6 separate regions of the Mus musculus genome follow, and regions 2, 3, 4, 5 and 6 are each linked to region 1. Evidence: chromatin contacts called from public HiCAR-type and promoter capture Hi-C data. All regions are on one chromosome and are shown on one strand. Each heading gives the region's core, a stretch centred on a gene start, on an enhancer-like site or on the middle of the called end of the contact. The rest is flanking DNA. Distances are from core to core; before and after follow the strand shown. Region 1 holds the start of Atp1a1 (ATPase, Na+/K+ transporting, alpha 1 polypeptide). Region 2 holds the start of Magi3 (membrane associated guanylate kinase, WW and PDZ domain containing 3). Region 3 holds the start of Wars2 (tryptophanyl tRNA synthetase 2 (mitochondrial)). Region 4 holds the start of Rsbn1 (rosbin, round spermatid basic protein 1). Region 5 holds the start of Dclre1b (DNA cross-link repair 1B). Region 6 holds the start of Hipk1 (homeodomain interacting protein kinase 1).

What was found. Promoter capture Hi-C pulls out the DNA fragments that hold promoters and counts their contacts. HiCAR-type assays count read pairs that join an accessible place to other places.
Region 2: a contact with region 1 is called in a promoter capture Hi-C map of liver, with 2.4 times the contacts expected there. The contact joins the promoter of Magi3 here to the promoter of Atp1a1 in region 1. A contact is called at or near these places in 2 of 39 promoter capture datasets (liver and pre-B cells) and 1 of 115 datasets of contacts at active chromatin or transcription factors (astrocytes).
Region 3: a promoter capture Hi-C map of pre-B cells shows a contact between it and region 1. The contact joins the promoter of Wars2 here to the promoter of Atp1a1 in region 1. A contact is called at or near these places in 3 of 39 promoter capture datasets (the C10 cell line, liver and pre-B cells).
Region 4: a promoter capture Hi-C map of pre-B cells shows a contact between it and region 1, with 5 times the contacts expected there. The contact joins the promoter of Rsbn1 here to the promoter of Atp1a1 in region 1. A contact is called at or near these places in 2 of 39 promoter capture datasets (liver and pre-B cells).
Region 5: a HiCAR-type map of astrocytes shows a contact between it and region 1, with 4 times the contacts expected there. The contact joins the promoter of Dclre1b here to the promoter of Atp1a1 in region 1. A contact is called at or near these places in 2 of 39 promoter capture datasets (liver and pre-B cells) and 1 of 115 datasets of contacts at active chromatin or transcription factors (astrocytes).
Region 6: a contact with region 1 is called in a promoter capture Hi-C map of liver, with 6 times the contacts expected there. The contact joins the promoter of Hipk1 here to the promoter of Atp1a1 in region 1. A contact is called at or near these places in 2 of 39 promoter capture datasets (liver and pre-B cells).

Annotation. Positions count from the first base shown.
Region 1 is chr3:101,602,753-101,606,531 of GRCm38.p6, forward strand. It overlaps Atp1a1 (ATPase, Na+/K+ transporting, alpha 1 polypeptide), which reads right to left and starts at 1,955. Exons shown (of 23, transcript NM_144900.2): 1 at 1,651-1,955. The coding sequence starts at 1,662.
Region 2 is chr3:104,218,308-104,222,086 of GRCm38.p6, forward strand. It overlaps Magi3 (membrane associated guanylate kinase, WW and PDZ domain containing 3), which reads right to left and starts at 2,099. Exons shown (of 21, transcript NM_001159354.1): 1 at 1,338-2,099. The coding sequence starts at 1,659.
Region 3 is chr3:99,138,927-99,142,705 of GRCm38.p6, forward strand. Wars2 (tryptophanyl tRNA synthetase 2 (mitochondrial)) reads left to right here and starts at 2,164. Exons shown (of 6, transcript NM_027462.4): 1 at 2,164-2,262. The coding sequence starts at 2,173.
Region 4 is chr3:103,912,061-103,915,839 of GRCm38.p6, forward strand. It overlaps Rsbn1 (rosbin, round spermatid basic protein 1), which reads left to right and starts at 2,060. Exons shown (of 8, transcript NM_001356556.1): 1 at 2,060-3,093. The coding sequence starts at 2,391. It overlaps Ptpn22 (protein tyrosine phosphatase, non-receptor type 22 (lymphoid)), which reads left to right. Exons shown (of 21, transcript NM_008979.2): 21 at 1-192.
Region 5 is chr3:103,807,511-103,811,289 of GRCm38.p6, forward strand. It overlaps Dclre1b (DNA cross-link repair 1B), which reads right to left and starts at 1,877. Exons shown (of 4, transcript NM_133865.2): 1 at 1,390-1,877; 2 at 562-727; 3 at 1-66. The coding sequence starts at 1,578. It overlaps Ap4b1 (adaptor-related protein complex AP-4, beta 1), which reads left to right and starts at 2,007. Exons shown (of 10, transcript NM_026193.2): 1 at 2,007-2,547. The coding sequence starts at 2,435. Gm15471 (predicted gene 15471) reads left to right here. Exons shown (of 5, transcript NR_040412.1): 5 at 704-930.
Region 6 is chr3:103,789,489-103,793,267 of GRCm38.p6, forward strand. It overlaps Hipk1 (homeodomain interacting protein kinase 1), which reads right to left and starts at 1,787. Exons shown (of 16, transcript NM_010432.2): 1 at 1,507-1,787.

The DNA.
Region 1 (3,779 bases), core at 705-3,204:
AGTACTCCAAATACTAAGTTCACTAGACACCTGTTAGGGTACATTAAACACTTCGGTTGAACTTAACTAAATTCTCAGTTGAACTGTTATTGTAGCACTTGAGTGCCTCTGTCCTAGGCCTAAAGGCATAACTCTGACTTAAACGTCCTCCTGGATTATTTATTATTATAAACACCCCAATTTCTTCTGGAGGATAACTTCAGAGTTCTGCACACAAAATGATGCTTCAGAGGCAGATGTTATGTGTAAGCTGAGAGCAACAGGTTGTTCAGCACCTGTTGCCACTAAACAACCGTTTGACCTTGAACAAGTCACTTCACCTTCCTAGGCTTTGAACTTCCTAAAAGCCGCTCAAGGTCTCCAAATGACAAAGATACTTTTCGAAGGGATAGGAGATAAAAGATGGGGCTTTAAGGAATAAATGGTTTATAGGAACGGCTTGGATGGCATGTAGGATGGTGTGACACATAGATCCGGTTTCCATCGTGGAAAGTGGAGGCCAGGAGGGAATCAGTTCTTTGCTAGGATGCTGCATACGCCGACCAGCCCACACTGGGCACTATCGGGGTCTCTATTCTCTCTTCCTGGCCCACGTCTTATAATCATCTCTTTCAAGTCTCCAAAGAATGTGCTTCCCTCTGGCTCCATCCAGTATATACCCGGGTGCCTTAGGACCTGCAGTGTCTACAGCTTGTCTGCTTGGTCAGCCCTGAAAAGGGTGGAATGGACTCTCCCACCTGTATTCTCATGACTGGTGCTTTTTCAAGCTAGGAACTGATATTTTCAGGGTTATTTTTTTAAGTTTTTAATCTGCTACTTTGAGGTCAAGAACTAACTCTTCCGAGGTGGACAGCAGTAACCGAGGTGGGAACTCAGTGTTGTTCGTGCCCGATTCCCTCATTCTCTTCGGGAACCGCTCTCGGGTGAGACAGCAGTGCAGGAAACCCGCATGGCTTTTCTAACACCATCAACTGCCCAGTCTCCAGTCCTTTGTTAGATTGACAGTACCCTGCGGCCCTGAAGGGTCAGCCTGGCCCCATTTAAGAATTGTGCTCCGACATAAAACAACACACCCCTCCCCGTCGTTAAGACGATAACACCAGTTACCAAAGGCACATCCTGTTATGGACAGTGGCCCATTTTAAAGCTCTCAAAAGTATACCTTAAAGGCTATCTTTGGGCTGTGAAGTCACACCCTTTCTGGCACCAGCTTCGCTGGGCTGGTTCGGCCTAAGGGGAAGCCAGTTTTTTTCCTTTGGGGGAGGGCGGTCGCCTCTGCGGGGAGCTGGCCGAGCCCCAGCGCCTCCAGGAGAAGGGAGTCTCGACCCGGAGGCTGCCCTCGCCGGCGCCGGGCCGCGGCGAGGACCGCCACCGCGAGGGGGCCCTGTCGGAGCTCCCCGGGGGAAGGGGAGGAGCGCTCCTTCCCCTGGGCACGGTGGGAGGAGGGAGAAAGGAAGCGCAAGGCGCGCGGTGAAGGCGACCAGAGGGCTCAGGCAGGGCAGGCGCCCGGCTCAGAGATGCCGCCCCGGGTGCTCCTCCTCCCGGGCCGCTGCCCGCGCTCAGCACCCGCCCCTCCATTGCCGAGAGCCCGGTCTCTAAGCCGCTTCCTCCCGCGCCCCCGCCCGGGGCCCGGGCTCGCCAGACACTCACCCCCTTCCCCATGGTGGCGGCGCTGCGGGCCCCGCGCCGGGTCCTGTTGCTGGAGACTAGAAAGAGAAGAGAGCAGCTCCCGGCCGGGAGAGCGGAGCCGGGGGAGCCGAGAGGCGGGAACTAGGGCTGCCGCGGGAGGAAAGAGGGAGGACGGCCGGCGCCCCGGACCGAGGCCGCCGCTGCTGCCGCCGCTGCTGCCGCCGCTGCCACGTGTCCGCCTCCTCCCGCCGAGGCTCCGCGCCCCAGACCCAGCCGCAGCTCGAGCCCGTGCCTCCTCCTCACTTCCTAAAATATGCAACCTGCGTGATGGCTCCGCCCACGCGTGCACGTCACCGTTACCGGAGCAACCTGACACCGGCTCCAGCTAGCTCCGCCTCCGCCTCTAACCCCTCCCAGCCGGGCCCAGACCGCGCTAGCGACTGCCTGCCCTGGGCTCCCGGCAGGAGGGCGCCGGTGCCCAGGACGCGGGTGTCTGGGTCTCTCAAGGGCTACGGAGCGCTCCCGCCTGCAGAACACTGGGGACTTGAGTGAGCAGCCTGCGGAGTAGGGTGCGGAAGGTCCACAGTGGGTGCGGCGCAGTCGGGGCTAGTCTACTTGCTCAGCGTAGCTTTTCTGGGGTCTCGAGGGGCCGGGGTTGGACAGCAGCTGCACGACTCCGAGGGATTCCTCTCTGCAGAATCCAGGCCGGCATCCTTCGGCGGCGGCGGATGGTGCTTTCCCTTTGATTCCTTCGTCCTGGGGTCCTCTCACTCCACCACTAGAGAAATGCTTCAGGACATATACACACGCGCGCGTGCGCGCATCACTTACATTTCCCTTCCCTTATGACCCCCAAATGACTATATAAAAAAAAAAAGTCAGTAAGAAATTCATTCACAGCACTGTATGAATGAAATCTTGCAAAAGAGGAGGGGGGATTAAACTGTTTGTTGGAGAGTTTCTCCTTTTTATGGCAGAGAAACCTAAAACCCAAAAGAACACCCATCTTTAGTAAAAGAGGTGGCTCAAGCATTTTGAAGAACAGCATCCACAGCATCCGTGGTTACCTTGAGGGTCTCATCAGACTCACTTCCAGCCAGTCGCATCCCACTCTTGGCCTGGCAGAGTTGCAGGGCGGGGCTTCTAGTTTCAGTGGCTAAGCAGGCGCTGTGATGGCTGAAACTTAACATCAGAAACAACAAAGTATTTGTTGTTGTTCTTACCAATCTCAGGAAAGCAAGCAGTCTGGGAAAGCTTAGGATTCAGAAGAGAAACTCGATTTCCATCTCTGAAAATACCTAGAAGTAAGGAAAACACTAACTTCTTAGATATAGACCTATCAACTTCAAGTGTCAATGCTTTGTAGGATGTAGAGCTTGCAAAAAATAGGTGGGGGTGGGCAGAGGGTAAGGGAAGGAGAAACACCCAAACATCTAGGCACTGTGTTATCAGTTCCTCCATAGAGCAATTCTCAGTACTTCTTAGAAACAACGGTTGCTTATACAACTGTTGCTTATAGCAGAAGGCAGCCTTTATCTCTTCCAGTGATCTACAGAACTTGATTAAATCAGTTTGGGGCTTAGAGAGAAGAGGAAACTATAAGCAAAATTTAAAATCACGATTCTGGGGAAAGACCCTTCAAATCCAGAGTACCAGTACCAGCCCTGTTAGTTCAACTGGAGGTCACAGAGTGTTAGCTAGACTTAAGAAAGTGCATTCCTGTGCATGGCAGATCACTGCCACTGTGCAGCAGGCTTTGCTTGCTGAAGACCTTACTTTAAGATGAATTGCCTATAGGCTCTGATCTAAATGGGAAAACACAACAACTAAAATACAGAAAGCACATGCTTGGGCTGTGGTCCTCCTTACTCATCCACTCACTCATCAAGATAAGTCTGATAGGTCAAGACGCTGCTTTATCTCCACAGCTGCTTCCTTGCAGCTTGGGGTGCTGACAGCCTCTCAGGAGACCCTGGGTTTCTAGTTGTGTTCAAGGATGGAGAAAGGGCAAAATAAGTATGGACGTCTAATTAAACCCTGTATTTTGCTCTTGACTTCATACAATAGTTTTTAACCTGTCCTGGAGTTCTTACATGGCTCCAAATGGAGCAGCAAAACTGTCCCCCATTTTGTGTGTGTGTGTTGTGTGG
Region 2 (3,779 bases), core at 849-3,348, 2.6 Mb after region 1:
TTCTAAAAGTTAAGAGTTAAGAATCTTACAATCCTCAAAAACACAGAAAGGGTATTTATAGTTTGACAAAGTTCTAAAGATTAACAGTAAGAAAAACCCATAAACACACAAATCTTAATAGTATCATAGAATAGATTATATGAAAAGTACCTTCATGTAAACTAGTAAGATTATGTCACATACCCACAACACATGGATATTGCATCAAACCATCAGTTGCAATTAGCTCAAGGACTACTTAAGAGGCAGTCCTAAAGTGAGCTGAAGATGAGGAAGAGGGAGATCGAGGGAGGGAGGAGGAAGAAGTGGGGGGAGGGAAGAGGAGGAGAGGGAGAGAGAACGTGTTAAAATTTCTAGAAATTTCTAGCATTTTGTAGTGAACGGGGAAGACCAAAATCTAGCCCAAGTCAGTTTGGCAGCCCCATATGTTCAGATGTACCGTATCTACGTTCAGCAGAAACAATTTGATTTCTAGTAACAATGATTAATCACGATGCCCATGTCTACAACCACCTCAGAAGCCAGAACCATATTTTACCAATACCGAAAGGTCCAACAGTGTTTTCTCTTACAAATTCGTAAGAAAACTTACTACATACTACCAGACCAGACTGCGCAGTCTGATCAATGCTTTCCAGCTAGGGAGTATGCCATAAGCGTAACATGCTTTGCAGCACATTTTACGAGCATCAAAGACACCAGGGCACCAAGGGGTTCTTTTTTTTACCCTGCGCTTCAACAAATACTGTAGATTTGAAAGCTTTACAAAGGCATTTGCTCGGCTGGGCACCTGGGTCCTCCTTCCAAATCCAGACGACACAACAGCTCCACTGCCTCATACCACACACTGTACCTCACTGGGACTCAGACACCTGAGCCACCTAGACCCACAGAGTGGGACTGTCAGCTCCCAGACGTCTGCGGTCGTGCACGACGCACTGGGCCAGCTGAGCCCTCCCAGGAGCTTTCAGTGGTAACCTCGGCCCTCGATCCGGCGCCGAGTCTCCATAGTAAAGCCCTTTCTCCCCGTTAGAAGACGCAAATACGTTCCAAAGAAAAGATTATCATCATAGGACTGTTTCCACAAAGGGGAGAAGAAAAGAGATGGCTCTTCTCTAGGCAAATAAAAATAAAAATAAAAACTCTTGATGCGGTGGGAGACCGAGCTGGATTAGGAAAGCCAGCTCCTAGTGCCAATTCCCTGACAGCCTACACAGCTGTCGGTTCACCCGAGCTCAGTTTTACTAGCCGCAAAATGGGAAACCCCGGCGCCGCCCCCTCCCCCCTCCTCCCCGGGGAGTCGGACCAGGACCCGGGTCCCCAAGGCGACCACACACCTGGCTTCACCGTCTTCAGACGGATGGGCTCGCGGAAGTGGCGGATGACAGCCAGAGTGTCCCGGTTGGTGAGCCCACTGACCGGCGTCCCGTTCACCTCCAACAGCACATCGCCCGGACTGGGCGCCTTGCCCGAGACCACGCAGCAGGTGCCTCCGCCGCCGCCAGCCTCGTCGCGGAGCCGCCCCAGGTAAGGGAACTCGCCGCGCTCGGCGCCGCCGCGGATCTCGGCGCCCAAGTCGCCCGGGGGCCCGGCCCAGGATACCGCACACTCCTGCACCTTGCTGAGCCAGTGCTTCTTCTTCTTCAACGTCTTCGACATCCCGACCTCCGCTGCACCATGGGGAGCCCCCGCGCGGGCGGCCGCGGTGCCGCTCCGGGCCCCGCGCACAGCCCGGCCAGAGGGGCGCCGCCGTCGACCCCCCGCCTCAGCCCGCCGGCCGCGCGCCGCCGCGAGCCGCCCCTCTCGCGGGCCGCTGAGGAGAGCCGGAGGGAGCGCGCGCCCCGCGGGCGGCGCCGGCGGGGTCTCCGGGCGGGGTCAGCGCCGACGGCCGGGACTCGGCGCCCGCGCGGCGGGAAAGGCTGAGGCAAAGGGGCGGGAGCTGAGGGAGCGGCTGGAACCGAGGCTCGTATCGGTACGCGCGCACCGAGCTTAGTCGCTCGCTGGAGCGCGGCTGCTGCGGAGCCGGAGCGCCGAGACCAACGCCTGCCCCAGCTGCCAGGAAACTGGCGCTTTCAAACCCGCCGCAACCTCCTCCCCGCTCGGCCCCTCCCCCGCCCTCGCCGGCCCGGCCCCGCCCCCTCCCGCAGCGCAGCGCCCGGCGCGTTGCCGTCACCAGCTCTGCTCCGGAGGACCCGCCCAGTTCTCGGCTCCGCACCGTGGATTGGGTTCTGGCAGCTGGGGGCGGCCCTCGGCGGGCATGCTGATTTCTGATTGGGTGGTCTAAGTAGAGGAGGCGGGCACTAGAATGACTGAAGTTTAGAGAGGGAGGAAAAAAGAAGTTTAGAGTGTGAGGGAGGGAGAAGGGGGAGGGAAAAGAGAGGGTTGGTCTGGGAGCGGGCACAGGTCGCCTAGAGGGGAGAGGCCCTCCAGCCAGGGGCTGGAGCCAAGGGAAACTCAAACACTGAAAGGACCCTGGTCCCCAAGGTGGGGCGTGCCCAGCTGGGCAGGGGGCGGGGCCTCGGAGCTGGAGCCCGAAGGCGATCCTGGGAGTGCTTTGCCTGGATCCTGGGAGTCCAGTGCCCAGCTACTCCGAACGGTGGAGCCACTAAATGGGCCTGTTAAGGCTGAAACGGATTCTACGGGTTTGAATTTGTTAATTCGTTCAATGAATGTTCTTAAATGATCCATTGGCGAAATCCTGTTAATTGAGGGTAAAATACAGTCCAGTGCTCGAATGCTGTGTGATCTCGGGCAAGTTAGACAGCCTGTCGGAAACAAGCTGAGAGTGAAGATCATTAATTACACTAGCTACTGAACTCCAAGAATGAAGAAAACAGTGATCCTGCTCTCGAGGAGACTGCAGCTTAGCGAGAGAGACTGACTAGAAGATCATTTGAGGAAAGCGGGAAGGAGATGGATTAAAAAACAACCTGGTGCCTGCGGAGCTAAGTCCTGACACTGGTGGCTTGACCTTGACCAGATCTCTGCTTCGCGTCTGCTTGTTTGTAAGAAGGTGGAAGAAGTGACTCAGAACAAGGGAGACCTCAGATCTCTCCCAGCTCTAATTTTTCAGAAACACTTAAGCTTTTTTTCTTCCTTCATTGAACGCGTGCTTTCTCGTCTTTGGAATGCCCTCTGTTCGTAAATGTTTCACCTCATCCAAATAGTCGTCCAGTATTTCTTGGAAAGTGTTTTCTCTGAACTGGGGCACTTGTCTCACTTTTGTGACAGGGCATGTCTTCTGACTCCCTTTAATGATAGCCCTTATTTTAAACTCCGAGGAGCTCTACAAACTAGATCAAGCTTCAGACAGCTACAGTGATTTCCTTCACACCATTGAACTGGGGAAATAAAAACACTAAATGTGGGCTGGACTCAAGAAACAATAAGGGAAGTGGAGCCCTGGAGCTGCAGGCTTGGGACCTGCCAGGCAGAGACAGGACCTTTATCTACACCCTGATGGAGAGATTGCCAGACTGTAACCTTCAGTCCTTGATTGTCTGCTGAGCAGTCACCCAAGAGAGAAACTACATTTCTTTAATACCACCCTCCATCCTGCTGAGGCTCCCTCTGGCCAAGTGGATTGGAAGCCAGATGGCCTTCACACTTATGATGGGGGTAGAGAAAGCCCAGCGTCTGGAACCCAATGGAGTAAATACTTTTCACAGGCATCATGTGGATCATTCAAATAGACCAACATCTGAAATTTAAAAAAAAATTTAACTTGTTTTATGGACAACTAGTTAATACTAATAAATTCCTGAATGAATACTCGATTG
Region 3 (3,779 bases), core at 914-3,413, 2.5 Mb before region 1:
GTATCTTAATATTATAGCAAAGCATTAGCTCCAGTTATAAAGGTTGATTGCCTGGGAAATACGAGGCAAATAAGGTTGGTTATTACATTGTTCTCTTTTTTATTTTTTGGAATTATATCATTTCCTCTGTCCCTTGCTCTCTTAAAGGCAGATTAAACAGGCTCAGTACACAGAAGCATAGCAATCTTTATTGACTTCAAGGGGTATTATTAACTTATCTGTGAGGGCCAGCAAAAGTATGTAAGGGATATTTTCATAATAATGTAAGAGATGTTTTCCTAATAATGAGTCACAACAGCAAATGATTTATTCAAACATTATGGTATTGAAGGCGAGTATTGATAAAGTGTCTTTACTGAGAACGTGTCCTGGAGATATCCCCCCCCCCCATTAAAATGTTACCAGTACTAGATAGGCACCTGGGCAGAAGACTCTGAAAATGCACTGGCATCACTGGCTTGATGCCAGGGTTTTTTATTCTGCAATCTGGATAGCTAAGAACATTAGAAGTCTAATGTTAACTCCTGGGGTTATAATCTAATTAATTATATAGCTATGCAAATAGTAATACTTTGCTTTCTATCTGAAGACTAGACACCTAAGGCATTTATAAAACCCCATGTTACAGTAACCATTGTCTATATCTTCTCTTGACTGGCTTTGTCCTGGGCTTCTGCTACACCATGTGTCTTGGGTTTTCTATTAATTCCTGGCCACTTTATTTCCATTACTCGGCCACTTTTTATTCTAAATTCAATCTAGTTTATTCAGTTTTTGGAGTCTATTACCATGTTTTGTAGCTCAAGTGTCCCGTTGGCTCTATACTCGGGTATGTAGTCAAAGTGCATTGCACCTGGAAATACATGTGCCTCAAATTTTAACAACAAAATCATATTGTTATGTTCTGCTGAGGGCGGAACCATGGCTTCTTCAGCTTTCTCCACCTCATACCTGTAATTCCTTCCCTGCTCACTTCCAGTTACTCTGGAACAATTGCATGCTTCTAAGATTTTATTGTATGACTGGAGTTTTATCTTACTTTAGATTTCAACTCCTCGGGAGTACAGGCATCTCAAATACAGCTTACTGCCTATGAATCTTTGATAATTTCCAGTATGTGTTTCTTAGACTAATATAACCAATGCAATGGGATTGTGTCAAATCTGCTCTTTATATTTTTTACTGATTTTTAATCTGAGAGTTTTCAGTTCACTGAGAGAAGTCATCATCTTTACACAAAACATCTTCCATCAAGCATCACTGGTGTCATTGTTACTGAACCTCCGCGGAGCACTGCAGCTCTAAGCATTGTCCACTCTGAACTTGGTACTTGCTTCTATATCACCTCGTCAGTATGCATAATTCATTCTCTGAACCCATGAGACCCCACACTTCCGGAAGGCAAGGTACACACATATCCATCAGTGTTTCACTCAGGGCACTAGAGTAAAGTTGCAGACCCGATGACCAGCATGTAGGTCTCAAAAAGTCATTTATGGTCCTCTAAGAGAAGCAGGCTTCATTCTTAAGAGACACGAATGGAAAGCTGCATCTGGAAGCTTGATTAAAAAACAAACAAACAAACAAAAAACTACATGACTTTTTCCTGTAAGAAATAAGTCAATGGAGGGAAAATGAAATAAACCCAGTTCAACTTCAAAACTGTGAGAGCTGACGTTTATTGGTCTAAGGTTCAGTATCAATGAACACAGGATAGCAAGTCATGTAGTTTTGTATTAGAGAGCAGGTGGTGAGACATGGCTTTGCCAGAATCATTGACTGCTTTTCTTCGGAACTGCAGGGTGAGAAATTACCTATTTTTTTCCACCTTTGGTCTCCAAGGAAATCCGAAGGTGCTAGGATTCCAGGAGCCGTGGGTCTGTTTTTAGCCTTCGTTTAGGGTGGGTGATTTCCTTTACTTCCACGTCTAAAGAGCAACAACTCATTTCTTGAGTCTCCCTCAAGGAAGCTGGCACAAAGGAGAAGATGGTCGGGAAAACACTAAAGCCTAGGGCCACCTATTCCAAGGCGCACCTGCGCTGCAAACTTAGGAAACATCGGTACTGAGCTACTTTGGCCAGCGGCAGCCCAGAGGACAGGCGCATGCGTAGTAAGCACAACTCGGCTCGCCCGCAGACGTCATTCCGGGCCGGCGGCCCCGCCCTTCTCAAGATGGCGCTGTTCTCTGTGCGGAAGGCCCGTGAGTGCTGGCGCTTCATCCGGGCACTTCACAAAGGACCCGCAGCAACTCTGGCTCCCCAGGTAACCCGAGCCGGTCTTCTGCTTTAGGTCTCCGATCCTGCGAGCGCCTTCCCGCTCCCCTTCCCTTCCGCCACTTATTTCTCCCTTCCTGCTTCCTGTAAAGAGCCCTCCACACTTTCTCTCCGAGGTCCACTAGCCTATGACTGTCCCCAACTCAGACCACAGCGACGTTGCACACATGTGACCGCAGGAGGTGCTGCTGCTGGAAAGCACACGCCGCCGGGCCGCGTGGCCAGTGTTGCCTGGCAACGCAGGAAGCCATCTCCTGAAAGAGTGTGACGTTATCAGAAACTTAGTTGCTCTGCGATCGATCGTTCTCTTGCGCACCGTTCTGTTACGTTTTTAGCCTCCTCCCCCTTACAACTTCCCGGGGTGCAGCGGAGAAATCAGAAAAGTTTTCTTAGAATTGGGTTGTTTAGGTTAGTGCAGTAGCTAGCGTGTGGAACGCGAGCAAGAATCGGTGCTCGGTGATCCTTAGGCGCCTGCATCTACCAGGCCCTGTAACCAACAGCAACAAGCTGCCGAGGTACTTCATAGTGTTGCTTGCCTGGCAGCACTGCGATTACCACGACTGAGCTGATGAGCATGATATATTATGTCGAGCCCCGCCACATTTGCATTTTATCCTCAGAGCCAAAAGGTGTTGGGGAATTTGCTTTGTTCTGACAAGCACAAAACATCCCAGAATATATCAGTTTGACATAGATGATCTCGGAAGTCTTGTCTGAGAGCGGGAAGGAAACTTGAACTTCTGTGATGAAGTAATTTTTACACATTGCATATTCATAGCCATTAATGCACAGATATGACATGAGGGTGTCATGTTGTAACTGATGTATTATTGGAAAGCTTTCTGGCCTGGTCCTAAAAGTTCCTGGCTTTTTCTAACATTTGCTAGCTGTGTTACAGAACCAGTTGTAATCCTCTGGGCAGATGGAATAGAGGGAGAATTGGAGTGATTGGCATGTTGATGTACTTCCAAGACTGGAAAGCTTATGGGTTCATGACTATGAAGGTAAAACATAGCCAGCAAGAGTAGATGAAACTAGCATGTAATATTATATTTTGAATCATCCCACAAGTTACTCATTCTCTGAACTTACTTTTTTTTTCTTTAATGTAAACTTCACAAGATTCTTTACGAATAAAAGACACAATACTAGAAATTCAGCAAACAACTATTCAAATGTTACTTTACATTTTAAGAAACAGTGTTAGTTAAGAATTGATTCCGGCTTTAATCATCAAATGTTGTTTTTCTTGAGGTTTGGGAATTTCATTTTTTGGAATCTGATAGGCATATTAATGTGTATACAACCAAGAATATCTAGGACAGATTACTGTTTTTAAACCCTTGATTTCACTTTAAATATAAAGAATTAAATGTTAAAGTTAGTTTCTGCAGTGTTATAATGCATATCAGTTAAAAATGATAGCATGAAAGATTAAGGCAAGCCCAGTCTGGTGGCAGAGGCCTGGAATCCCAGCTATTCTGGTGGCAGAGGAGGAGGGGAGGG
Region 4 (3,779 bases), core at 810-3,309, 2.3 Mb after region 1:
AATATTTGTTAAAATTGTACCTGCAGATAAAGCTACTTGAATACTGCTATAATAATAATATCAGTAATGAGGATATATTTTGTCAATAGTCTTGAAAAGGAAAGCAATATGTGACAAACTTCCAGCAAACTTGTATTTTCATATTCCTTATATTTCACTGGGAACTGCCAATAAAGTTTGTACTTCAGTTTATGCTTCAAAGTGTATTTACTTTTCACGTTTGAAAGTTATTATATTTTACTTTCTTTCTATATATGAATTTTCTTTAAATATAAATTTTTATTTTGAGATGATGTCTCCTCCTCCATAGCCTTTGGAGGGCTGTGGTAACAAGCACACAAGTCCAGCATAAACATTAATTTCAATAGAATTGTAAGAATTTGATCATAACGTTCTCTTTAAAATATTTTTATGTATACAAGTGTTTTTGCCTGCATGTATGTACAGCACCTGTGTGTAGTGCCCATCGAGGCCAGAAGAGAGAACCAAATCCCTTGAATTGGAATAACAGGTTGTGACTTGCTACGTGGGTTCTAAACCAGGGTCCTCTGCAAAAGTAGTTAAACGCACTTAATTCACCATCTGAGTTGTCTCTCCGACCCTTCAACTAAATTTATACACTGCCTTAATATTAAAAATAACTTTAAAAAATAGATTTTGCTATGCAGCCCTAGGCTGGCCTCAAACTATTGATCCTTCTCCAAGCTGCAGACCGCTGCTATTGCAAGCGTGCTCCATCACGACTGACTAAAGGTTTTAGTTAGAAAACAAAGCACTCCTTCCTTTGTGCTTGCAGTACTGCTTGTGAAAATGACTAAATGTCTAAACGGAGTGTATCTCCTCAATTTCCCCAATTGTTGCGTAAAAGAAGGAAAGATGATGTACAAATAACGGCAGTGATCACTTCTGTATTGCTATGAGGTGTCCAACTGTATGTATGTTTACCCAGTTATTCACTTACCAATTCAAGAAAAAAAAATCAACAGCGGTTACTTTTTGTTAGCACTTTAACTTTCTTTTTTGATAGTGTGTTCTTCATAGAAAAGGCCCTATAGATAAACGTGTCCACATAAAACGAATTTATGTTCACAACCATTTAAAGGTACTGGTGATTTGAAAATGTATTTCTATATGACTATGGATTCTTCTAAGTAAATTATATTTCAAATCTAGTTTTATACAGTAAATAATTTAATGGCTCTTTATTATTGTAAAGGGTTGGCTTTACTTTCCCTATCAGTTTAATATTTTTACTTATGAAAATACAGCCTAGCAACAGTATTATTTGCGCTTTAATACTTTTTGTTGGGAAACCCAAATGCTAGGGCAAATTGACCTGTATTGTTACTTGTTTATTGTAGTACAATGTATACCCAGTAGGTGTTCAAGAACTTCTCTATTTTAAACGATAACTTTTATTACAGAAGTTCACTCAGCCTAAGTTACTTCTCTGGGAACTAGTGGTGTTAAACCACAGTGTCTTTTATATGCCTAGTACATCATTGTAGTCGGTTATTTCCAAATAGCTTTCTCAAGGACTTAAATGCAATTCTAGGTAAAAAGCTAAAGTAATGAAACTCAAAACGGATTTCTGAGTAAACACCATCTCCTGGCGAACAGTGTCAGGTTGACAGCGCTTTTCACATTTGCAAATTTATATGTATGGGTTGAAAAAAAATTAAAAATTTCTATCGAGACATTTTTTTTTGTTGTTAACTATAGCTGTATGTTCAACAAAAATGCTGGATTCTACCTTTCCAAGAATTGGAGGGAAAAGTGACTCTGGCAAGGCGGAGCTGCGCTCAGGGAACGCCTAAGGCAACATTTGCACCTGCCTTGAGCCTGCAGCGGTCGCCACAGCAGTGCTATAGGAAATGCTTCAAAAAAATTTTTTTTTTCTTTTCTGAATAGCAGCTTTACAATGTTCTACAGCGAAACCGTCGTTTTACATATTCCGAAATTCTTTTCCTCCTGGTTTGTCAAGGGTAAACTGGAGATTCTTTTACCTCACAAAGGCTATGGGGAGAAATACGAAATTGAAAAGTCACTATGGAGACCACCTCCGGGCAAGATGAAGGAGGAACACTGGAAGTGGAGCGCCTGAACACACGGCGAGACTCTGAAAGCTATTAACATTGTTTGGGCGGTTAGGGCGGTTGGCGGCAACTCGCCGGAGGGCGGCAGTTGCGTGGCACCCCGAAGCGTGCCTAGGCGCACGCTCCCCTCCGCTCCTCCACTCAGAGAGCAAAGTGGGGGCGGAGGGGGAGGGGGAAGAACGCGAAGGGCGGTGGAACTACAACTCCCGCAAGGCCTTGCGCGTCCAGGGTGCTTTACAATAGAAGCTCGGTTGGCGAGGTCTGCGGAGAGGTGTCGGAACTGCCGTTTCCGGCATGTTCAGGTCTACGAGAACGACCGATCAGTGGAGGGTGGGGGAGAGACTCCAATGCCCAGCGGGCCATGCGCGGGCAGCGCTTGCGCGAACCGCGGACGGGGGGGCGGTCGGGCCATTTAAATGTGTGTTTGTGGGTGAAATGGCTGCGCAGGTCGGAGCGGTTCGCGTAGTACGGGCGGTGGCGGCGCAGGAGGAGCCGGACAAAGAAGGGAAGGAGAAACCCCATGTTGGGGTTTCGCCGCGGGGAGTGAAGCGGCAGCGCCGGGCGAGCAGCGGGGGTTCTCAGGAGAAGCGGGGGCGGCCGAGCCAGGACCCCCCTCTCGCTCCCCCTCATCGGCGGCGTCGTAGCCGCCAACATCCCGGGCCGCTGCCTCCAACGAATGCCGCCCCAACCGTCCCGGGCCCTGTTGAACCTCTGCTCCTGCCGCCTCCGCCGCCACCGTCGCTGGCACCCGCCGGGCCCACTGTCGCTGCCCCGCTCCCGGCCCCGGGCACCTCGGCCCTCTTCACCTTCTCGCCTCTGACGGTGAGCGCGGCCGGGCCCAAGCATAAGGGCCACAAGGAGCGGCACAAGCACCATCACCACCGCGGCTCCGATGGTGACCCCGGCGCCTGCGTTCCGGGCGATCTCAAGCACAAGGACAAGCAGGAAAACGGCGAAAGGAGCGGAGGGGTGCCTCTGATCAAGGCCCCCAAGAGAGGTGAGAGCAGGCGAACCGCTGGGGCTCGGGCTGTAGGTCTCAGTGCCCATATCCCGCCCCTTTAGGACTGAAAGACGCCGCTCTACTCCCCTGAGCCCACTGGAGTGGACTCGGGATTGCAGGCGGTTGCCACAGTTTGACCTACTTGAGGCTTCTCTCTGAGGCCGAGCTGTCAGTTTCCATCCCTGTTTGCAGTTCCCCCGGAGCCTTTGCAACATTTATTTTCAAATTCGGCAGGGTTTCCGCGCCGCGCAGTGCTTGGCATCGGATTAGTAGGTGGGGTACTAAAACCTCCCTTTCTGAAGTAAAGGCTTGTCACTGAAAGTCCCTTCTTGTTCTCTTGCTTGGAAATCTTTAGTTTTTCTCATTCCTGGCACCAGCATATTTACAGGTTTGACTCTGGGCTCTGAGTTTGAATTCTTAAAGAGGTTACACAACTACTGGTTGCCTTAGCTTCGGCGAGGTTAAAAAAATCATTTACGGTGTTTATTTTTCAGCTAGACGTAGTAAAAATAGTTTTTTAAAAAAAAATATTAGCCCTTTTAATTGTTAGTATGGTTTAGGATTGGTTCGAGGAAGGTTTTATCACCCTCTGAGTCTAGGAAGTATACCAACCGTATCTCTGAAGGGAAGGAAGCGTGCAGTAGGATGCAGATGCAGATGTAGATTCTAGTTTCATTTCATTT
Region 5 (3,779 bases), core at 627-3,126, 2.2 Mb after region 1:
TATGAATCTGTTTCCCCAGTATCAGAGCAGGTTCCTTCAGCATGGATGGTGTATATCGAAAATCACCTGGAAGAATAATATGTGGGGTATAAGAAGTGGGCAAAAAACAAAGGCTAGAAGACAAGCCTCTTCTACCTTCAGTAGCAGATGGAGATTGGTTACGAGTTTATGCAAAAACTGTCCTGGCACTGAACTGTACAGTCTAGTTTCTTTGTGAAAATGTCTCTTTCCCACTCTTGGAGATTTTCTGTTTGATTGATGTTTTTCTTATGAGACAGGGTTTGTCTACATAGGCTGGGTGTCCTAGAACTCACTAAGTAGACCAGGCTGGCCTTGAACTCATAGAGATCAGCCAGCCTCTGCCTTCCAAGTGCTGGGATCAAAGGCGAGCACCAACATGCCTTTCTTGTTTTCTTGCTCTTGTGATTTTATTTAACAAAGTAAAGGATGGATGGTCAAGTAGGAAATCAGTTGGAAAGGGTCCCTGTGCCTGTATGGGATAAAGCTATCTTTCTGGGTAAAGGTAGCTATAAAGTGTGAGGAATGCCTTGGGAGGCTCACCTGTGTATAGAATTGTTCCAAAGTATCCTTCAAAGAGAAACATGACAGAACCAGGGCAGTGATTGGCATCTATGAGCGTTACAGTCATGGTTTCTTGCCCAATTTCATCTAGAGGTAATACATGACTCTCGCCAACCTCCAGGGCCCGGATCCAGTGCTTAGACACCTGAGGAAAACAGTTGGTCACCCGAGTAACCATAGACTTCTCTTTCATCAAGGAAAGCTGACCGAGTTCTGAACCACTCTCATGTAAGCTGTTATAAGGATTCCCAAGAAATCTCTCCTTCCTCTTCTGTCTCCCACCCTTTGTACAGATTTAAACTCAGAATCTGAAAACAGTCTAAATAAAGATTCTCACACTTTCTCCTATCATGATAATCCCAGCCATGGGTGGGAAACAACTGTCAAAAAAAGTTCCAGTCTCACACCAGCCACTTCTACTGACACAGACAAGATGAGGAGATGTTAGACAATATGTGTTTTTATCTAGCACATTAGATGAATTATTGGGGGCGGGCAATGAGTGTTGGGGATCTAACTTAGGGTTCTTGCACACACTAAACAAGTGTTCTATCACTGAACAGTCTGGTAGATTCTTAAATGCAAATTAGGAAAGCACTGGTTTTTGAAAAGATAGGAATCATTTCCTTGACTAAAAACCTCCAGGTAGTTAACTAGAAGCCAGTCTCATTCCGGGATCAATTCCCACATTTGTAAAAATTCAGTCCTTATGTCTCCCACTCGGTAATCCCCCAAACTGTGACAGATCAGAAGTCCCCACCCAGATTCCTGGACTAGGTCTCAGCGATCAAATCCCAGCCCCAATACCTGCAGGCGACGATGCAAGAGGCAAGCAGTGATGGGAGAGCAGTAGAGGGGCCGGGCCCAAGTGCTAGACAAACCCACCGTGTGGTCACAGTGCATGTGGGTTAAGAAGAAGAGCCGCGCCGAACCGGCACGGCGCAGGCTCCAAAAGTCCACAGCAATGGGCGTTTGGGGGATTACGACCCCGTTCATGGTGGCAGAGTTGAGGTGTCACCCAGTGGGGTCTTCGCGGGAACCGCACTCCTGAGTGAGGTTTCCACGACAGCGTCCCAATGACAAGTGGACTCTGGAACAAGTCCAGAAGCCCTAAAGGAAAACCATCCCAGAAACGGAATTAGTAGACAGAGTGAGAAAAAAGAAGGTGGCCGCGCTCGGGACGATCAGGATGAAAGCGCCCAACGCGGAAGAAGTCGGGAGAGCATCACTCACAACCGCGCGCTGGAGCTCGGGCCCAGTCCCCACATTGTCAAAGCTCGCGCGGCGGCGGGGAGACAGACCCTAGTAGTTGATTTCCGATCGCCGGCCGCGGCGCTCACACAGTGAGCTGCGCGCCTGCGCCGAGGGGGAGAATGGGTGGGGGAAGGGCGTCCGGAGGTCGGTGCCCCCCCCCCCCCCCCCCCGGACCTGCGCTCGGCGCTCGGCGCGACCCGGAAAGCTGCTCCTTGTGTCTCAGGGCGACGGGGCGGGATTTCCGCAGGAAGCTGTCTGGGGTGTCCTCGGCCACTGGGACTAGATTCCCAGGGAGGAGGCTGTGCTAGGTCTTTGGCCTTTTGCTAGTGTAGAATTCGTAACTGGGCCTAGAGAGAGTTGAGATCTGCTGGGCAGAGCCAACGGCCTGTGGGTCTCCGGGCGGCTCCTGAAGGGTCGGGGCTCGCCCGAGGACCCAAGAATGTGTTCCGCCCTGGGGGGCAGGCACAGCAAAGTGACATCTCGCCGTTAGTGTTTTCACTGACTACATCTCCTTTATTCAGGCTCCCACATCGAAATTAGGAGGAGCCCACGAGTTCCCTACGGGTCTGTGGAAACTGTCCCGTGAGTGTTGGCGACGATGCCATACCTTGGCTCTGAGGACGTGGTGAAGGAACTGAAGAAGGCTCTGTGTAACCCTCATATTCAGGCTGATAGGCTGCGCTACCGGAATGTCATCCAGCGAGTTATTAGGTATCACCAACCTACCATAGAATTCTAACTCCCCCCCCCCCCCCCCGGCCCCACTTTTAATCCTCTTCAGAGCTCTGCGATCACTCTGAAAAAGTTAAAGAAGGGCAGTTTTATCTTTTGGCCTTGAGGCTGCATTTCTGGGTTGTCATCTCAGTCTTCCGTGTGGAACACCATGCCCAGTTGAGAGGTCTCCTTCATACCACAGGCTTTAGCAATTGCGGCTGACTCCTGGTTCAATGACTTAACGTAGAACAGTTCTCCCTTTTTTCTAGATTCAGACCTGTATATCTTTCTGCTTGCTTTACATTTCGACTTGGATAGTTCATCAAAGATATGACCAAAATAATACTATCATTCTTCTCCTCTTTAAACCTACTATTCTGCTTGTATTTGTGTTATGAATGTCACCAGGCACCCTACCAAGCTTGCTAGTCAACCTTGAAAACATTGTCTACTGTCAGGTGGTATGAAAAATTCAAAATATCAATTCTTGTTCTTAAAGTTGTACTGTTGTTGGCTCAGGCTGTAATTACCAAAGCCTGTTGTGGTAGTTTATTAATAAGTAGCCTTGTCTCCTCACTTTGGTTAGGATTTTTTCTATTATATATGTTTGAACGTGTAACTAATCTATAGTTGTAGCTCAAAACTGTAGGTAGGACACAAAAGTCCCATGGGGTCCTTTTTTAAAAAATCGTGATCTAGGGATCAATTCTGATTTCATTAGGATGGGATAGAATCCAGGAACTGTATTGTAAATAAACAGTCTCAGTTGATTGTAGTAGTTTGGTTCCACAACATTGGAAACAGTAATCAGTGGAATGAAATCTAAACTTTTTGTTTGTGTTGTTTTGTTTTTGTTTTTTGAGACAGGGTTTCTCTGTGTAGTCCTGGTTGTCCTGGAACTCACTCTGTAGACCAGGCTGGCCTTGAACTCAGAAATCCGCCTGCATCTGCCTCCCAAGTGCTGGGATTAAAGGTGTGTGCCACCACCGCCTGGCTGAAATCTAAATTTTTTATCATGCCACCCAAGGAACAAAAAGAATGTTTAGTTCTTGCTCGTGCCTCCTAGCATGAATCATTATCTGTGTCACGTTTTCCCAGTGAGCTGGTCACAGAGCTAAAGCGTTCTGTGACGAAGCATTTTCTGACTTCCATAGTGGCATGTGGATGTGGATCTTCTTGGTCTGTATTTTGTGTATTACTTCAAGTAGTTACACTGGATTTTTTTCAAA
Region 6 (3,779 bases), core at 537-3,036, 2.2 Mb after region 1:
ACTCACTCTGTAGACCCAGGCTGGCCTTGAACTCACAGAGATGCTCCTGCCTCTGCCTCTGGAGTGCTGGCATTAAAGGTGTGTGCTGCCAAGGAGAGTATCTAAAAGACTCCATCACATTGCAACACTGAGTCCTGAGAAAATTGCATGCAAAGTCTTAAAATAACCAGTTGAATAACAGTGATGAGGTAAAATGAGTCGTTAGGTTTTTAAATGTTTTACAGGAAGCTTTAGGCTTTTAACTGAGCAACCCCCACCCCCAAAAAAAATTGGCAATGGTTTGCATTCTCTATCATCTTAACCAAAAAAAAAACAAAAAAAAACAAAAAAAACAAAATCTTACAGACCATGAATCAAAAATAGCTTTACACAAACAAGAGCAAAATTGTAGGTTTTGCTGAGGCCATCCGCCACTTAATTTAACCCCACTCCGTCTACAGCAGGAAGCCATGCTGCTGTTTTCATCAGTTACTAGGAAACAAGATAAAGAGCGGACTGGGGCAACGGAGTCTACATTTGAAACTCTTGTTTGTGGCTGCACTACACTACTGAGAATTCTCAAAGTGTCACCAAAGAGACAAGAATGCGCATCTTATGAGTATCCACAACTGAGTCACTGGTTATGTAGAGAAAAGATTCACTTACTGGAGCTTGCCCCCACCCCCTCTCCGGCTTCCCGTTCCAGTACCCATTCCCAAACAGGAAAGAAAACGCGCCCAGCATAAACACACAGGCCATTGCTCACGGTTCGTCACCACAACAAACTGGAGGTTAGACCAACGCTCCTAGAGACCAAGTTTTTAGGTCTCGGTTGCCAAGCACAAAAGGGGGACGCTGCCCTACAGAGCTGTTTATAGTGTGGGTCCTACCCAAAGGCTTTTGGTTGTTTCCATCTTTTAATGTTTTGGATTTTGTTGTTCTTGGCTTTAAAGGCGACGACGGACTGCAAAAGTTTAGACCTCTAGCTTTGCCTTGCAGAGATAAACATATAGGTGGGCTGGTCCCCACACAGCGTTACCACCATCACAAATTACATACTCAAAGACTACAGAACATGAACCAAGAGAACAGAAAAGCTTCCATACCAGCCCGACCACCACGATTTACTCTAGATGCGGTTTCCCGGTCCCCAAAGGCACCAATACGCCCAAACTACAGCTACAGGGAGTGGGGTGACATGCACACGCACAAGCACAAGAACCTGCCACCGCAGTCCGCGGTTGGGGTGGAGATCTGTACGGTGGGGAGATGCCAGACGGACCCCTGTCACCTGAGGACAACACGATCTGGAGGGAAAGGCAGGAGGCAGGGGGAGCTGCCCATTTTCTCCGGCACGCAGTCGCGCCTGGCCGCTCGCGACCAGGCGCCTAGGGCCGCGCGGGGCCTGGCGAGAGAGGCACCCCAAGCAAGCCGGCTACCCAAGGGAGTCTGCGGCTCGCTCCGTCCCACCTCGGGGCGCCGACTCCCAAAGTCCACGACCCCAGCCCCTCGCCGAGCCTGACTCACCGCCGGTGTGTGTAGTTCTCAGCCTCGAGTCGGGGCCGCCGCGAGGAGGCGGCGGAGGAGAGGCGATCCGGGGCCCCGCAGCCGGGTCATCATACCCCCCGCACGAGCCGGCCCCGGCCCCGGCCCCCGCCCCCCGGAGCCGTCCCCGCGCCCGTCCTGCGGCCGGAGCCTCGCCAGCCTCCCGCCTGCCCTGCCACCCGGCCCCTTCCCGCCGCCGCCGCCTCAGCGCCGAGCGCTCCCGCCTCGGCCTCCCCTGCGGTCCGGGGCCACGGCCCGGCCCTTCGCTCCGCAGCCGCCGTTGTCACCAGACCCGACAAGTGGAGCCCCGAGCGACCGCCTCCATCCCGCCGGCCCCGCCTCGCCGGAACCATTCAGCCACCTAGCGCCATGACACCTACTGAGGCGGAAGTGCGGAGGAGCGGGAGGGCTGAGATCACTGCATCTTGCCCCGGGCCGCGGGTGTGGGTGGGCCTCCGTGGGGAGCCAGCGTGGACAGTGTGTGGGGACCGGTTTCCCAGTCCTCTCCGCACAGCAGTCTCCGAGGTCGTTTAACCGGCGTTTGGTGGCGGTCGGGTTTCTTACAGTTAGATGTCATCTCAGCTAGTGTGACATCACCCCAAACCAGTGTGATTTTCCCCCAACATCCCAATCACATCCCAGCGATTGGGCAGCGCAGGGAGACATTGACTACCTGGGGATGACTCTGAGGGTTTAGAATTCTCAGTTTTTACTTAAATTGTTTGCTGCCATGTCGATTTCAGGGCAGCATAAGGGATTTAGATGCCTCCCTGTGCTGAAGCGCTCCCACCGTAGAATCTGTTAGGAAATAAAATATCCGAACTCAGCTCCTCCATGCATGCAGTAAACAAAAATTGTCTTACCTCCACGAAGGGTAGAAAGGCGGTGGATTCCGGAAAGTGGACCTGGCATAATGTTTAAGAAAAATGACCCTGAAAACTAGGTTATCTTAGTAGACAGTTGCCAACTCAGCCTCAAGAGATTCTGTGGGACTTGATATGCCTTCCGCGCTGTAAAATGTTGGTTCTTAAAATGAGAAACATTTCTTGGAGTCGAGTATTTATAAGAGTAAGGTAGGATGGTACGTGCCTTTAAACCCAGGATTCATGCCTTTAAACCCAAGATTCTGGAAGGAGAGGCAGATGGATCTCTTGTGAGTTTGTCAACTTGATCTACATAGAGAGGCCCTACCTAAAAGAAAGAGGAGTGCCGGGCAGTGGTGGCGCACGCCTTTAATCCCAGCACTTGGGAGGCAGAGACAGGCGGGATTTCTGAGTTCGAGGCCAGCCTGGTCTACAGAGTGAGTTCCAGGACAGCCAGGGCTACACAGAGAAACCCTGTCTCTGAAAACCAAAAAAAAAAAAAAAAAAAAAAAAGAAAGAGGAGGAGATGGAAAATGTGTTCTTTCTTACAAGAACAGTCTGAACCCCTAACTGACTATCCACCACCATAGATTTTTACCTGTGTCCTGTGAGCAGAGAGCAGGTCTAGGAGAGGCCTTTCTATCAGTTATATTTTTCAGTCCTCACTCATACATCCATGATTTCTTTGGATCTTCACCTAACAAAATGTTTTCTAGGCTATCCTATCATACCTTTTAAGGAAAGTCGTTTGAGTTTCTCCTCTTAACATTGGGAATGGGGAGGAAGTTCATTTCCCTGGAGAGCCAGGGTTAGCAAAATGTTCAATCCCACAGGACAGATTCCCTTGCATATTTTCACAGAAACTTCCTTTCTTGAGTGTTTAGAGAACATAAAGTCCTCATGTTGGGCTGGCCCTGGAAATACCAAGACACAGAATGAATGAACATGCCTGCTTAGATAGCCAAGAAAAAGGCCTGGTGTTAAACAGATCTGCTTAACAAACAAGCTTTAGTTATGAATTGCTCATTTTGCCCTACCTCACCAGAACTCTATGACTGGCTTTTCATTTACTCTCAAGTTATGTCTCTTTTGTGTTTGAAAACATCTCAGATGTTACATGTCAGAGCCTTTCCTGATTGACTCCTGCATTCTCACTCAGCCCTGTCACCTACCTGTTTATTTGTACCAGCTCTTCATATAATTAGTCTCTGTTTTCGTTGTTCTTGACTTGTTTTTTTTTTTTTTCAATCTGTCTCAGTCTTCAGGGAATGTTTAAAAGTGTAGTATTTTTTTCCTCTCTAATGTCATTCACTCATTCGTCCAACAAACTGCTTTATGCCAGACACTCCCTAGATACCAGTTCAGATGAAAGATGAGTAGGATGTAGTCTTC